Linked DNA regions of Drosophila melanogaster: region 2 is linked to region 1. Evidence: chromatin contacts called from public Hi-C data. All regions are on one chromosome and are shown on one strand. Each heading gives the region's core, a stretch centred on a gene start, on an enhancer-like site or on the middle of the called end of the contact. The rest is flanking DNA. Distances are from core to core; before and after follow the strand shown.

The links. Hi-C and Micro-C count contacts between places; a contact is called where the count stands out from the background.
Region 2: a contact with region 1 is called in a Hi-C map of the Kc167 cell line, with 2.4 times the contacts expected there. The contact joins the promoter of gw here to the enhancer-like site in region 1. A contact is called at or near these places in 6 of 107 Hi-C or Micro-C datasets (the D17-c3 cell line, the Kc167 cell line, the S2 cell line and 1 more).

What each region holds. Positions count from the first base shown.
Region 1 is chr4:520,651-527,738 of dm6, reverse strand. It overlaps zfh2 (Zn finger homeodomain 2), which reads right to left. Exons shown (of 14, transcript NM_001258496.3): 4 at 4,635-6,266; 5 at 3,227-3,408; 6 at 1,219-2,835. The coding sequence starts at 6,235. Among named protein-coding and RNA genes, the nearest start is that of zfh2, 22 kb to the right of the region's middle. Within about 2 kb of position 3,943, at least 17 of the 39 cell types and tissues checked have an H3K27ac peak or open chromatin away from gene starts, as enhancers often do. A contact at or near this core is called in the Kc167 cell line, where this site is marked.
Region 2 is chr4:657,598-664,685 of dm6, reverse strand. It overlaps gw (gawky), which reads left to right and starts at 4,078. Exons shown (of 10, transcript NM_001014691.3): 1 at 4,078-4,257; 2 at 6,178-6,784; 3 at 7,002-7,088. The coding sequence starts at 6,349. CG46466 reads left to right here and starts at 1,562. Exons shown (of 2, transcript NM_001382171.1): 1 at 1,562-1,733; 2 at 2,706-3,677. The coding sequence starts at 2,713. The coding sequence ends at 3,531. It overlaps Slip1 (SLo interacting protein 1), which reads right to left and starts at 1,065. Exons shown (of 6, transcript NM_143676.2): 1 at 944-1,065; 2 at 346-831. The coding sequence starts at 985.

The sequences.
Region 1 (7,088 bases), core at 2,694-5,193:
AAGAGGGGGCGAAGACGAGAGGAAGCACAGAGAAGAATTTACGTAAACGCGACGATGATTCGGAGCCCAAAACGTGAGGATGTGTACGAGGACGAGGCCATGGCGAAGCCGCAGACGAAGACGATAATAATCGAAGAGCGGCGAAGAAGAAATTGAACTGAAATCAGCGCTTAATGATGAGTTACGAACGAACGAACCGTATTATACAATGCAATATGGTTATGGTCTGTGGAAGGTGAAACTCTTAAAAATCATGAGCAGCATTTGTATTTATCAGAAGCATTTAATATATGCGTGATGGACAATCTTACCTAATATCTCTACACAAGATCATATTCTTTTAAATTGTATATTATATATATTTATTTATATTTTCTGTTTTTGAACAACTTTCATGCGAGTTTTATGCCCTGATACGGTATTATCAGGAAGATATACTTGCAGAGTAAACAAAAATCCTACATTCATTAAAAACTCTCGTAACAAATTACCCTACCTGTCAGATCAGAAACAAGGCCCGAGTTGATTTAGCCAAAGACACTAGAATTATTATAATGCCTTTGATCTAGTCATGCCCGCCCAGCCATTATTAAGCTGGCAGATTCCTAAAACGTCACGCCCATACTTGTTAGTAATATTTTATTTATACATGTTACTCGATTAGCAAAAGGGTATACTAGATTCGTTCAAAGGTATAAACGTCCAGATCTTGCAGCTTGAAAGTTTGTTCAGAAGATTTATTTTTCATTTGATGTGCTAATTTTTATCAATATACAAGCAAGAAGCTTTTATGCCCACAATTTTTAGAAATGATTTAATATTTTTGTATGTTATATATTTAGCCTAAGATAAATTGATTTCAGTTTAAGGCTTGCAACCCTTCAAAGAGATATTTGCAATCTCGTAGAGTATATGGAGTAAAAGGGTATACTAGATTCGTTGAAAACTATAGAACAGGTAGAAGGAAGCGTTTCCGATCATATAAAGGATATATATTCTTGTCGAGGATCAATAGCTCAGGAACGATAAAAGCTGGAAGGTTGAGAGTAAGCGTAGAGATTCTAGAGCCATAGACGCAGCGCAAGTTGAGCCTTTGGCTTGCCAAAGCTAGATTTCTTTCTTGTTTTCAAACTAAAATACTTGTACCATGTCAATTCCTACCGTATTGCATAGAACATTTTGATTTTTTATACAAAATATTAATGTGTTCTAACATACCTTCGTTTTCCATGACCCATTCCGTCACTTTAAATACCTCGTTCAGTGCGGGTATTTCTTGATTTTCACTGCGACGCTGCAAACAGATAAATTGTTCGACTTGCAAGTGTCTTATTCCTTTCACATGCTGTACCATTTCATGGATGTTCTGAGCGGTAAAGTTGCACAGCTGACAAAGGAGCAGTTTTTTGGACGATTGCAACTGCAATTGCTGATCTTCATCCGGGCAGGCGCATTGAGGATCATCTTCAGCAGAACCCGACGACTTATTGTGCATTTCACTTTGCTGAACAATGTACAGCAAATGCTGAAATATCATTCGCATTGTGTCGTGACGCATCTGTTGTGTGTGCAGACTCAGCTTCTGGATAGAATTTGTGTGAAAGTCGCAGCAGTTGCACTTAAGTTGCACTACATTTGCGGCAAGCTGTTGCTGCTGATACTGCATTTTATACTCATTTTGGGGACCGCCCTCTCTGATGTGGTTAATAAAGTTGAGCTTCTGCAAGTGCTTGTCCGTCTTGCTGTGTAGTTGAAAATTTGCCTTGAGATTCGTCTTGTAGTTGCACAGCCGGCATATATAGTTGTTATTGTGAATAACCATTATTTCGGAGGATGCGCTGGAGGATTGTCGGGATCGATCTAGCAGCAAATGCTGGTTCAGATCGTCCAGGTTGTTCGTACTATAGCAATCGCAGACTAGACAGCTGTAGAAAGCCATGGGCCATTTATCCGTTTTTGTCAGCGGGTGAGGATCCCCTGATAATTCGCAGGACACTTCGTTCGAGTGGCTCATTCCCATTCCCATTGCCATTCCAATCCCCATGGCAGCTCCTGTTCCATGATTGAGCTTTATTGGCTTGGGAGAAAAGGAAAACTGATCAGGAGTGCTCACGGGCGAAGACGACGGCGATAGTTTGGTATTAGCTGATTGCTGATGTTGTTGCTGTTGGTGAAGTAGCTGGATCATAAGGGCCTGGTTGTAAGCGAGATCAGCCAAAGCCACCTCGGGCATAAAACTTCCGGAGCTGTGGCTAGCAATATTGCCAGTACCGCTCTGTTGTTGTTGCTGTAAGAAATTAAATGCCTGGATGTGCTTGATATTATTCTGAAGCACTGCCATGTTGTGGGTGTGCTTCTCGCTGGTCATGTGGATGCGTAGGTTGCGGGCCACGGAAGTATCATAGCTACAGATATCGCATCGAAATGAAGGCTTTGGCTTGGTACCGGCGTTGTTTGTATTACTTCCGGCATTGGCATTAGAACTATTTGCTCCAGTTACGGAAGGCGTTGCGTTTCCGCTCAGGGATGCGGTGCCGCCGACAATGTTGGATGAGCCACTGCCTGCGCCAGACCCGCTGTTGGATGGACATGCAGCAGTTACTTGGGGCGAGGAGCTGGAGAGCAGCAGTTTGCCAGTCACCGCAGCAGCAGCCGCAGCTGCAACCATATTTTGAGAGCTGTTTAGCTCCTGCATGTTGTTCAGATGTTTGTCCGATTGCATATGAATGGAAAGATTACCCTTGGTGGTCGTGGAGTAGTTACAGATTTCACAGCGATACGGTTTATAACCGCAAGAGTAGGATTCCCCCCGTGCCAGCCGAGGATGCTGTTGTCCTGTGCCATAGGAAAAGGGTTTAAATAAATTGGTAACTGATTTAAACTCTTTTAAAAATCTAAGATCGTTTTATTACAGGACTAAACCACTGTTCACATTATAAAAAGTAATAAAAACAACAATGTAACGCCATTTCGTAGTGGACGAGCAAAAAAAGACAGATGTGCCCCACTTTAAGGGTATAAAAACTACACCATATTGTGTTCAATAAACAACCGAGCAATAGAACAATGAGCAATCGAAAAAAAATAAAATATACCGGTTTTATATGTTCTATTTGCTGCAATAACCCTAAATTATATGTAGTAAAATTATGAAAAATAAATTTTTCTTGAATTTTGTATATTAAAAGACTAAGTAGTATTTTTGTAAGCTTAATGAACTTAGTACCTGCAAGGCAATAACCACAGGCACTCTCCCCATCTGGATGTTTCTCCCTCATGTGGATCTCCAATGTTTCCTGATATTTATAGTGCCAATTGCATTGGGGACATTTAAGAGTCTTGCAGGAATTGCGAGTAGACATTTGCACGCCGCTATTTAATCGAGCCGAGTTTAGAAGCATTTCACAGCTGAGGATCGAAAATATGGATAGTAATATAATAATCATTAAACAACGAAACAGAATATGTAATTTAAAATATAGTTCAGAATGGCCAAGCGATTTGATTTAATTGTATTCGATTAGTAGTTTACTATGTAGTAGTATCATTGGTGGTACCTAACAAAGTGACAGAAAAATTATAGTGATACCGAACCGACAGTTGTTCGCCTCGACCCAGGCGACACCATTAAATTGTAACAATTGGGGTCCGGACGGACAGGCGTTCAGAAACATTTATTAAGTGAAATCAGCGCAATTGGTTTAATTTTTGTTGGTTCAGCCGCCATCATAAACTTACGCCACTGCAATATTTAACTTTGCCCCTCCGTGCAGATCATATCAACATAACAAAGATTTCCCAACAAACTCTTAATTGAAATATACAGGCATATAATATATATTTATGGGACCGGAGACTAAAAGTGGTGTGGACCTTATTAACAACAACAGATTCCTCGAATAGATCCGTAATATACAATGTACTCTGCTCCATTCAACAATTTATGATGGTATATTCTTATAATCTTGTTTGCTTTCTGTTCGCATTTGTAAATATAATATTTACCCTTTTAATAAAGAAGCAACCTAAATGTTCCGCGTGATACAAATTTCCAACAACATTAAATTGTAAGAATGAAAAAAACTAGTGCACCTGTTGGTAGGGCATTTAACACTCTCCTCTCTACAAATTCACCAAAGAATATTTTCATTGGTGCTTCTTGTCAATGCCGGTTGGGATTTGGAAGCAAACGTGATTATTCAAGTGTGAAGCAATTAGTGGGATGCAACTAACCGAAGGGCTTTTTATAATCAACCCAATCGGCATTTGCGTTTTAATGAACAGCCTGTAAGCATGTCCCGCGGGCGCAACTAATCAACCCATGACGTTACTGCTGTTGGCCTAATGACTTATTGTTCAACAGTGGCAAAAAGTTTTCAGATCCAGTCACAAGTTCAAATATCCTTAATAATTCCGCATATTACGGCATTATTAATGAACGTACCCCTTTCAAAAGATCAATAATCACACCCTTCACGTGGTATGTGCGGTCCTCAAAGACAACCCTTCACCAATCACCCATTAAATGCCTGCAGCAAGGCCTATGATTGCCCATCCATAAAAACCTATCCATCCCCCGTAATAGGACTGAGACCCCAAATGCTACTGCATACTAGTTCGAACCTATTGCTTACCGCGCACAGTCTACTCCTTGGGGACGACCATTGATGTGCTCGGAACAGGCACCGATTGTAAAGCTGGATGTGGCGGTCGACGCATTTCCAACGCTGGCCACCGAGGAGGCGCTGGGTGATACGGGCAGGGCAACACTGTTGCTGCAAGGTGAGCGATGTGGGGTTTGCTGCGGCTGCGACTGAATTTGCAGCTGGGGAAGAGATTGAGAAAACTGGTGATGTGAAGAGGACGGCGACTTTGACCGCTGCTGGATGTCAAGGAGTTCGCAGGTTTTGCAGTCCACACCATTAAGGTCGGGGTGATCGGGACATGGGCTTGGAAATAAGGAACTCTGATGTTGCTGCAGCTGCTGTTGAAGGAACTCTGTGATCAGCTTAACCCGGTTGTCATTCGATTCGTTGGCGGCCAGCGCAGCTAAAGATGCATGGAAGGAACTGACTTGAGGAGTATATGCACCACCTGTTGTCATGTGCTGCATTTGCAAAAACCCTGAGCATGGAACATCCGAATCATTTGTTTGAGGTGATGTGGACATAGAGCCAATTTTCATTTCCACCTCTGACGAAGACGACGAGGGTGGCTCTGTTTCTTGGTTGCAATGTGTTGACTTATGGTTACTTATATTATCAGTACTGGGTGATAAGACCTCCCCGGATGCGTATGTCGATGGTGGTGAACTGGTTGAGGAAACTTTTGATAGGTTATTAGTCTTTGCTGTTGCTGAGTTTAAGGAACCAAATTTCACAGTTAATTTTCCCGCTACTTTGGGCGATGATAATGGGATATATGCACTAGGTGCCGCCATTTTACTACTACTAGTGTGCTGATCTGATTCAGGCTCTTGCTCCCGGTCCTGGTTCAGGAGCCGATTCTGCTCAGTCTCTTGCTTATTTTCGGGCTCGAGTTCAGAGACATTCCTGAAAACTGGCTGCGGAGACGAAGGCAGAGTGGCGTCACTGCCCTCAGTTGCTGTTTGAAGCTTCTCTGTATCATTGGTATCAGCAGAGGCGTCATTATTAGCCAATGGCTGTAGAAAGGATATCTGTGGCTTTTCATCCATATTTCTCTGTATAATGGCACTGGAGTACTCGCGATTAAGTAGCTGCTGGTCAAGCTCTTCCAAATTGAGTCGGTGTTCAGTGTTTGCATGCAAGCTAAAGGACTTAACGTTGCCGAAAGACAACTTGCATATAAAACACATTAAAATTGGTTTCTGGATTTTAAATGCTCTGATTTGATCCTGACAAGTTGAGTTAGCATCTTGCGCGGACACTACACGAAAAGAATGGATTTTCGGACTTGATTTGTAGCAAGCGCTTCCTAAGGATTCGACTCCAGGACGATTGTCCACAGCTTCCTCCTGCCTCTTGTTATCGCTTTGCTCTCGATGATACTGGGACGGGTGTTCTATATCTTTCTCTTCCTGCCCTCGACCTTTATCCTTTGACAGGTTCTTTAGTGAATTCGTTGTTGAACCATAACAATTTTGGCCAGACCCTGATCCACCTCCATTGGTATTATCTGTGGCGATGATGTGTGCGCTGCCATCAAGATTGTAAACTATTTTCCCATTAAAAGTTTCCACATCAAAACTGGACATTGGAGAGCCGTCGTCATTACCATTATTGGACCTAAAAAAAGTTAAGAATACACATTTGTAGTTTAATACCCCATTTAATTAATATGTTTTATATAGTCCGAAAAAAGACTGTAGAACGCGATTCCATCCTAAAATGATTAATTTTCTTTAAAAATCTTGTTTAAAGATTTAAACGCTCTGTATGAAAAGTATGCAACAGGTGAAAGGAACCGTTAACGATCCTTTGAAATTCCTATTTTGATTCGGATCGGTATGAACGTCAAGATCTCGGCAAATCTATTCTGGTGGCTCCTACGCTGTCCAAGTTCTTTTGAGAACTTCGTTATTCTTAATATTTTTGATTTGCCAATTTCCTTATGAAGCTTTTGGCGCTTATGTAGCCTGTGTAATGCCCAACTTAAAATGCAAATCGCAATATGTTGTTTTGTATGAAATCTTCGTTTAAGAGTTCTACGACAATAACATTTCAATCTGAACCACTTTTAATCTGTTTTTGAACACCCTGTCAATTTAGCGGGCAATCGGCAAAAATTAAAAAGTTTGTGTATTAATTTATAGAAGACTTAATCAATTAAAATTTTGATTTTATGTGCTTGTTACGCTTTTTTCATTTAAATTTTTATTTAAGATTTCGTCTATATATAATTGATATCCACCTCCAAAAATTGATGATTTGAAATTTTGTGACGGTCTATATAAAAAACCTTTTTAAAGCTAAGCTAATATTTAACTATTGCACATTTAGCATTAAAAAAAAAAAGGTTAAACCTTTGTACACTTTTTGCTCCGAATGCAATTGAAACTGGTTTTCTGGTTCGTTGTGAGATTCTTCATGACTCTAATCTAAATAAAA
Region 2 (7,088 bases), core at 2,829-5,328, 140 kb before region 1:
TAATAACTGTTATGCCCGTCCGACCGCTCGATCATTCAAAGTCTACAGATGGCTTGTGTTGGTATATAGTCTCTCCTCAACGAATATAACAAAACTGCAACATACATATGTATGTACATATGGAGAATATGAGCATTTAAAATTTCTGCACTTCGCAAGGGCAAGGGTTGAATGTGGGCCCGCAGCCCAAGCAAACGCTACACAAATGCTCATACAAACGCAATTTGTATTTGCATTAAATAAGCATAGAATGGGTCTTAAGTGTATAGAGAAGTCGCCATCGCACATCGCGAAGACAGACCAGAACAGTTTTGTGGTACTGCTGTAGTAATGTATGGTAAATACCTCAATGTCGATTTCCGGTTCCAGGCATTGTTCGAACAAATGGTGTTCATGCTCTATGAAGTTGTCGGTAATTGTGTTAACCAAATCGTTATCCTTTAAAACGTCCGTACCAACGACAGATTGGGTTTGAGTTTCCTTCGATGCGGCTTGTAGACTTCCCAAACGATCCTCATGACTTCTAGCCCGAAGAGTTAAAACCACAGGAGTTTTCGTCTCGATTTCTTTCAACGATGTTGAAGATGGGCAATTTATTTGTTGAGAGGCACTGGCAGCTGTGATCGTCCCTTCTGCTGACTTGTCAGTTAGGACAGAAAGTTCTCCGGGATTGTCCACTTTTGATATTTTGGCATTGGAGCCATGTTTTAATTCTAAATCTAATGCATTGTGTTTCTGTCTGCGTATTTCTACGACAAGGGTTTCTTTAGATTGAAGGAACTTTTGAACCGCTTCATACCTCGACAAATGACTAATATCGTAACCGTTTATCTGAAACAGAATATGTGCATTTTGAAACGCTAAAAAACAGATTTCACACGAATGGAACTATTTATGGTAAAACGAGAACTCGGTTCTTAGTCCTACTTTATATTGAACTTACTTTTAACACAACATATTCGTACTCCACGTCGGCAATACTCATAGTGATGCTTAAAATCCAAAACTCATATTTATTTTCATTTAATTGTATACATATTTTTTCGAAAGTGTGGCCAAACCTTTTGTTTTCATTTATATCATTTACGTATTCTTTTTGATAAAAATTGTAATCGATTCTCTTAAGTAATCGTTTAATAACTCGCAACGGAATGGAAACCGTTAACGGATTGAGAAATCATAGCAATTAAAATTATCCGCTCGTATAAACGCATATTTTCAGACTGTACCAATTTTCAATTCATATTGTTGAATATAAAGTTGAAGTTGATGTAATGAAATTGATAATATAATATAATATTTCAATGGCTTAGGCATTGATAACCACGAAAAGCGGAGGTGCCCCTTGACTAAAAAGAGTTGCTATAGAATGGTTTTTGTAACCACTATTGTTTGATACGCACCTGTCATTGAAGTTCTTGTCGTTTCGTATCAATTTTGTGCTATGTAAATGAAATGGAAATGGCCTTAGTGACTTAACTGTGTGAACACAATATAATAATTTATTTCCGATACTTTTATCTTGATCTATCGATGGATGCGTATTTCTTAAAGCATACACATATACAATTATATAGAGCTTAAATAGCCGGATCAATTCGTATTTAAGGTTGTATGATGGTTAAAACGGGAAATCGCAGTAATTTTTATTATTTAAATAGTAAATTTAAACTTCAGTAAAAATATCCTAAATAATGTGAAGTGTCAAGAGCCAGGTGGACATAGCCATATCCGTACGCCCGTTTCTCACTAAATCTTTCTAAAAGCCTTTCTGTTGCCGATACTATGCATACTACATGTATGGCAGAAAGACCTCGACAAAGGGGAACATACATACATATCTTCTTTTTTGTTAGAAAGTGTTTTATCTCGGTATTGAACAGTTTTCGACCATATGCCTTGGAAAAGTCAAATTTTTTCTGTTCGTGATCATAAATAGATATTATTCAGTATAAGCATATAAAAATCGGCTTGCCGATTTTTGTTTATTTCCTATATTATACCCATTACTTGTAAAGTAAAATCGTATATGTATTAGATTCGCTGCAATGTATGTAATTGGTAGAAGAAACCGTCTCCGATCATAGAAAGTATATGTATGTAATAGGAACGCATCGATCCCATTTTATACTCACATGTTTCCAAATGTTTACACGCTTGTTCTAACGACCACGAACCGCCCAAAAACTGCCAAAAACAATTTTAACCAAATACCTACAAATCGTTCAAAACTGTAACGCCCATATCAATTTAAACACACATAAACCCTATGTAGTATATACATACATATGTATGTGTCTAGATTAGAAAGAAACACCCATCCGAGTTGATACTTCCGTCTGCCCCTATGAATGTTGTAATGTCGGGAAGCACTCCTCTGGCTACCAAAAATTAGTAATGTAAATAAAGGAGAGGTGGGCTAATTTGATTCTAAGGTTATATATTTCTTTTTTATTGCATTTGTTTTCGGTTTGGACATCATATAGTGTCCAAATCCCGAAGTTCATTAACTAGTCTCGGAAACCTTTTTGTTCACCTGTTATGTTCTTTTTTAATTTTTAATAACCCCCTTACTTTACGAGTGAAGAGTATAAAAGAATTATAAATACTTTTTCAAGAATTCAGGTTAATATAATTATTCGATTTTATGATAGAATCTAACGTTCCGCTAACCATTTAATACAGCAAACCATATTTATTTTCAGATCAAAAATGACAACACACGATGAGGCTCAGTCATACTTCTCACGTCTTAATTCAATTTCCGAAAAAATTACCTGCGATCTCAATAAAGTTAAATCTACATACAACCAAGACGCTTGGCTTAAATTGACTTTAAACGAACAGGAAAAAATATTGAATAACCAATTAATAGATCCTGTTATATTTTCTAAGTACTGTCATAAGACTAAAGAAAACTATGCGGCACAGGATCCGTACGAAAATACTGAAGTTAGTAAAAATGATTACCGTAAATTTTGTTTCAGAGACATTGTATATTTATATAACGGCCAAGATTTACACACATATAATTATCAAAACGTTGGTTTAAAAATATTACGCGATGAAAACACCGGAGATTTTCAAGATGAACATTCGTTTCCATTTTCTTATCGAACCAAATCACAAATTAACATAGTATTAAAAGAATTTGATGATATCTGTCTTGTTGAAACTCCATTAGGCGTAAAAAAGGCCATTCATTTAAAATTGAAGACAAAAGATTCAACCAATAAAAAAATACCAATTCTCCACCTTAATTCTAATGATAAAACCGGCGTTAACACAACGGAAAGAAAGATTTCCATTCATGAAAACTTCTCAAAAACCCAAACTGTTTATATTGATGAATGTATTGAATCTAATGAGAAAATGCAACTGCTCGTTAAATGTGGATCGAAAAACAGTGTGTTAAACGACTTGTCTGATTATGAAAACGAATTTAAAGATGCACGTCAAGACGAAAATACAAAACTGTTATCCCCTGAACTAAAAATGCCTAAGGGTTTCGATTTTCTTAGCAATTGGTAAAACCTATTTAAATCTCATAGATAGTCGAAGGAGAGCCGATATTTTAGAACATAATTTCATTTGATTTCAAGGCAAAACACCAAAACATACACATTAATATTAATCGGTCGTAAGTCCAAACTTTATACATTACATTATTAAGGATTCTTTTTTAACATAGACTTAATAAAATAAGTTATGAATTTAATGGATTGCCCAAACCTGTTTCAATTCTCACTTCAATAAGGCATTCAAGCTTTAAAATTTATTAATGCATATGTTATCTCACTGTATTGTTTTAATCCCTTAAATTTCATTTGAATTGTTAGAAATGGTCGAGAGTTATATGAGTTGGAACTTGTTTGAAACAGCTCTGTTTTGAATTAATTTAAATTATATCAGCTAATTTATTTTAATCAATTAATCCTTCTGTTGTGTACCCTCTATCTGACCTCTTCGATGTGAACGGGTCACAGCACTTATTTTAGGCAGTTGTGTAAACTGGGTATTACCTAAGATTGATTAATATCGATTAGTTTAAGAAAATATCGGACATCTACCTAGAAGAGTCTGTCGTGATCCAGGCGAAGTGCGAGTGAGAGCATCGTATAGTTACTTTTTATTTAAATTGCGTGTGTTAAAATGAATTAGCACGAGTAGTGAATGTTTTTGTGTGCGTAATCTTTCGAAAACAAGCGCTTTGTCATTAAAACGAAAAGATTGCCAACAGCCCACCACGGATAGAATGTACGGAGTAATGCAGCTAAATTGAAGTAGAATAATTTTAATGTATGGTTGAAGACGTACTCAGTACGATTAAAAGCGAAACTTTCTGACATAACCTAAGTGTGCATAACCTAAATGGTCGCAAAAACCCAAGCGTTTAGTTTCGGACATACGCATGTGTGTATCAGTGCAGAATAAATTCTGTTCGCTTGTGTATCGTGCATTGGAAAAGTCTATATGTACATATGTTCCAGTCAAGAGTTGCCACGCTTTAAATCTTTTACATAATGACAAAGCAATAGGGAATTTAAATGTGTCGCATTTGCTTTGAGGTTTTCCACACCAACAGTTAAAATTTAGTAATAGTGTAATTAAAAATAAAGTAAGCATTTTGCATATTTGCATTAGTCTATACTCCACATACCTTTCCATTCCGTCTTTAAATTTTGACTAGGTGGCAATATTGCAAGCAGGAATATCTGTATGGGTTTATTTAATACACTAGTAACTGCCGTCCCCATCGTCGAACGTGCGCAGAAATTTATATTCAATTACATCGAATTATAATTATTGTTGAGTCTAATCAGTTTTCGCATTCAAGATTGTTATTAATCCCAGTTTATTTTGTGAAATATGAAAAACTATAATTGATTGTCGAATGTGTGTATGTTTTACAACACATACACACTTTGTGAACTCGTCAAAGTGGCTTGACATGCATACACACAAAAATGCACATATATTTACATATATAGAGAAAATCAACTTCTCGTTCAGTAAAGGCAAAAATTGTTGCAAATATTCGGTGAACTATTAGCGTATACACAAGTGTTCAATTTTACTATAAACGCATATTCTGGCAATAGATATTAATTTCTAATTTCTGTTTGGTAGGTTTTAGTTAGATCTCCATTTTGTGACGTTCTCAGCTTTTCGCTTGTATTTCTACACATAGGGTACAAGACACGCGAATATACTAAGTATTGTACAATGACTTCTCTACATATGCACTAGAGTACTGAAAATGTATTCATACAAATGTATATACATGTATATATCTATCGCATTAGTCTTTTTGCCAATACTTGCATATATACAGGTTGTGTAAATACATTTTAAATTCTAAGTTTATTTGAGCATAATTGCAAGTGCGAAATTAGGAAAGGGAGACATAAAATAGGGTGCTTCCGTCAATGTCTGCCTGCCCAGAGTTGACAAATTCATTTTACTTGTGTACATATGCATATGTATATTTATATACCATTACAGAGTTGTGAATTTAATTGTTTTATTTTTTGACATGCATTCGTTTTTCACACAGGAATTTGTCGTTAATGTGGGTGGGGATTCTGCCGGTTGGGCAGCAGACCTGGTAGGTCAGCGATCGCGATGCATATTTCATTTTTAAAATTCTTTATGTACATACTAAGTATACATGTTTAACTCCTGTCAAATGACTCCCACTCTTATATACCCATATGTATGTCCTCAGACTTTTTGAATCGATTATAAAGCTTAAATTTTTATGATTTCTCCTTCAGAATTTTAACTGATGTTATGCAGTTAAAAATCTGTAAAGAAGATATTGATTAAGCCTACGAAAAGCTGATCAGAATTAAAAAATTTTTTAAGAACAACGAACAATAGAAAAACTAAAAACAAACGTGCACAACGTAGGGGTCACTAGAATCTGCATGCTTATTCTCAACTGTCTAGCTTTTATGTCGAAAACGCTTCCGCTATGTAACATACTTTAGAACAAATCTGGTATACCATATACCATTTTACTCTATTAATAATGTGTATAAAGCATAAACGTATCACGGTGATTAAGTTTATTTATCCTGTGTATATACAAGAAAATAAAAAAAGAACTTAGCAATTTGATTTAGAATGAATATTTTGTAATAAAAATAATAAATGTTTTCTATATTTCTACAGAACACGGAAAGAACAAGGATTCAGATTAAGTCATTCCTTTTCGATTAAATTAAATAACTTTTAAAAATTGCCATAAATGCTTATGATAATGAAGTTAAAGATCAAGTGGATGTTGGAATAGTAAGGAATGCTACTTTTGAAGCTGACAATCAGTTAGAACACTTGAGCACTATGCGTGAAGCCCTTTTTTCCCAAGATGGCTGGGGCTGTCAGCATGTTAACCAGGATACTAATTGGGAAGTTCCCAGTTCGCCAGAACCAGCCAATAAGGATGCACCCGGTCCACCAATGTGGAAGCCAAGCATTAACAATGGTACTGATCTTTGGGAGTCCAATTTGAGAAACGGAGGTCAGCCGGCCGCACAGCAAGTTCCAAAGCCGTCGTGGGGTCATACACCATCCTCTAACTTAGGTGGAACATGGGGTGAGGACGACGATGGCGCCGATAGTAGTAGTGTGTGGACTGGAGGAGCTGTTAGCAACGCGGGATCCGGAGCTGCAGTGGGAGTAAACCAAGCCGGAGTTAATGTCGGTCCAGGCGGTGTTGTTTCGTCTGGCGGACCTCAGTGGGGACAAGGTGTCGTTGGCGTCGGACTTGGATCAACTGGTAGGCCTAATATCTATTAGAATTAATGAAGTTAAGCGCAAACGATCAGATAAAGGCTCTAGCTTTTCCCTCAAAATGTGACTAACAATACATGATAAAAACATAAAGTGTAGTAATTGAAGTTGGAGCCTTATCTGGGGAATTACCTATTCTAAGTTCTACAGAAACTTTTATTTCATTAACCCGAAATACTTTTATATTTCTGCTGTTATTTAAGGAGGTAACGGGTCAAGCAATATAACTGGATCGTCTGGAGTCGCAACAGGTAGTAGCGGAAACTCCAGCAACGCTGGTAACGGTTGGG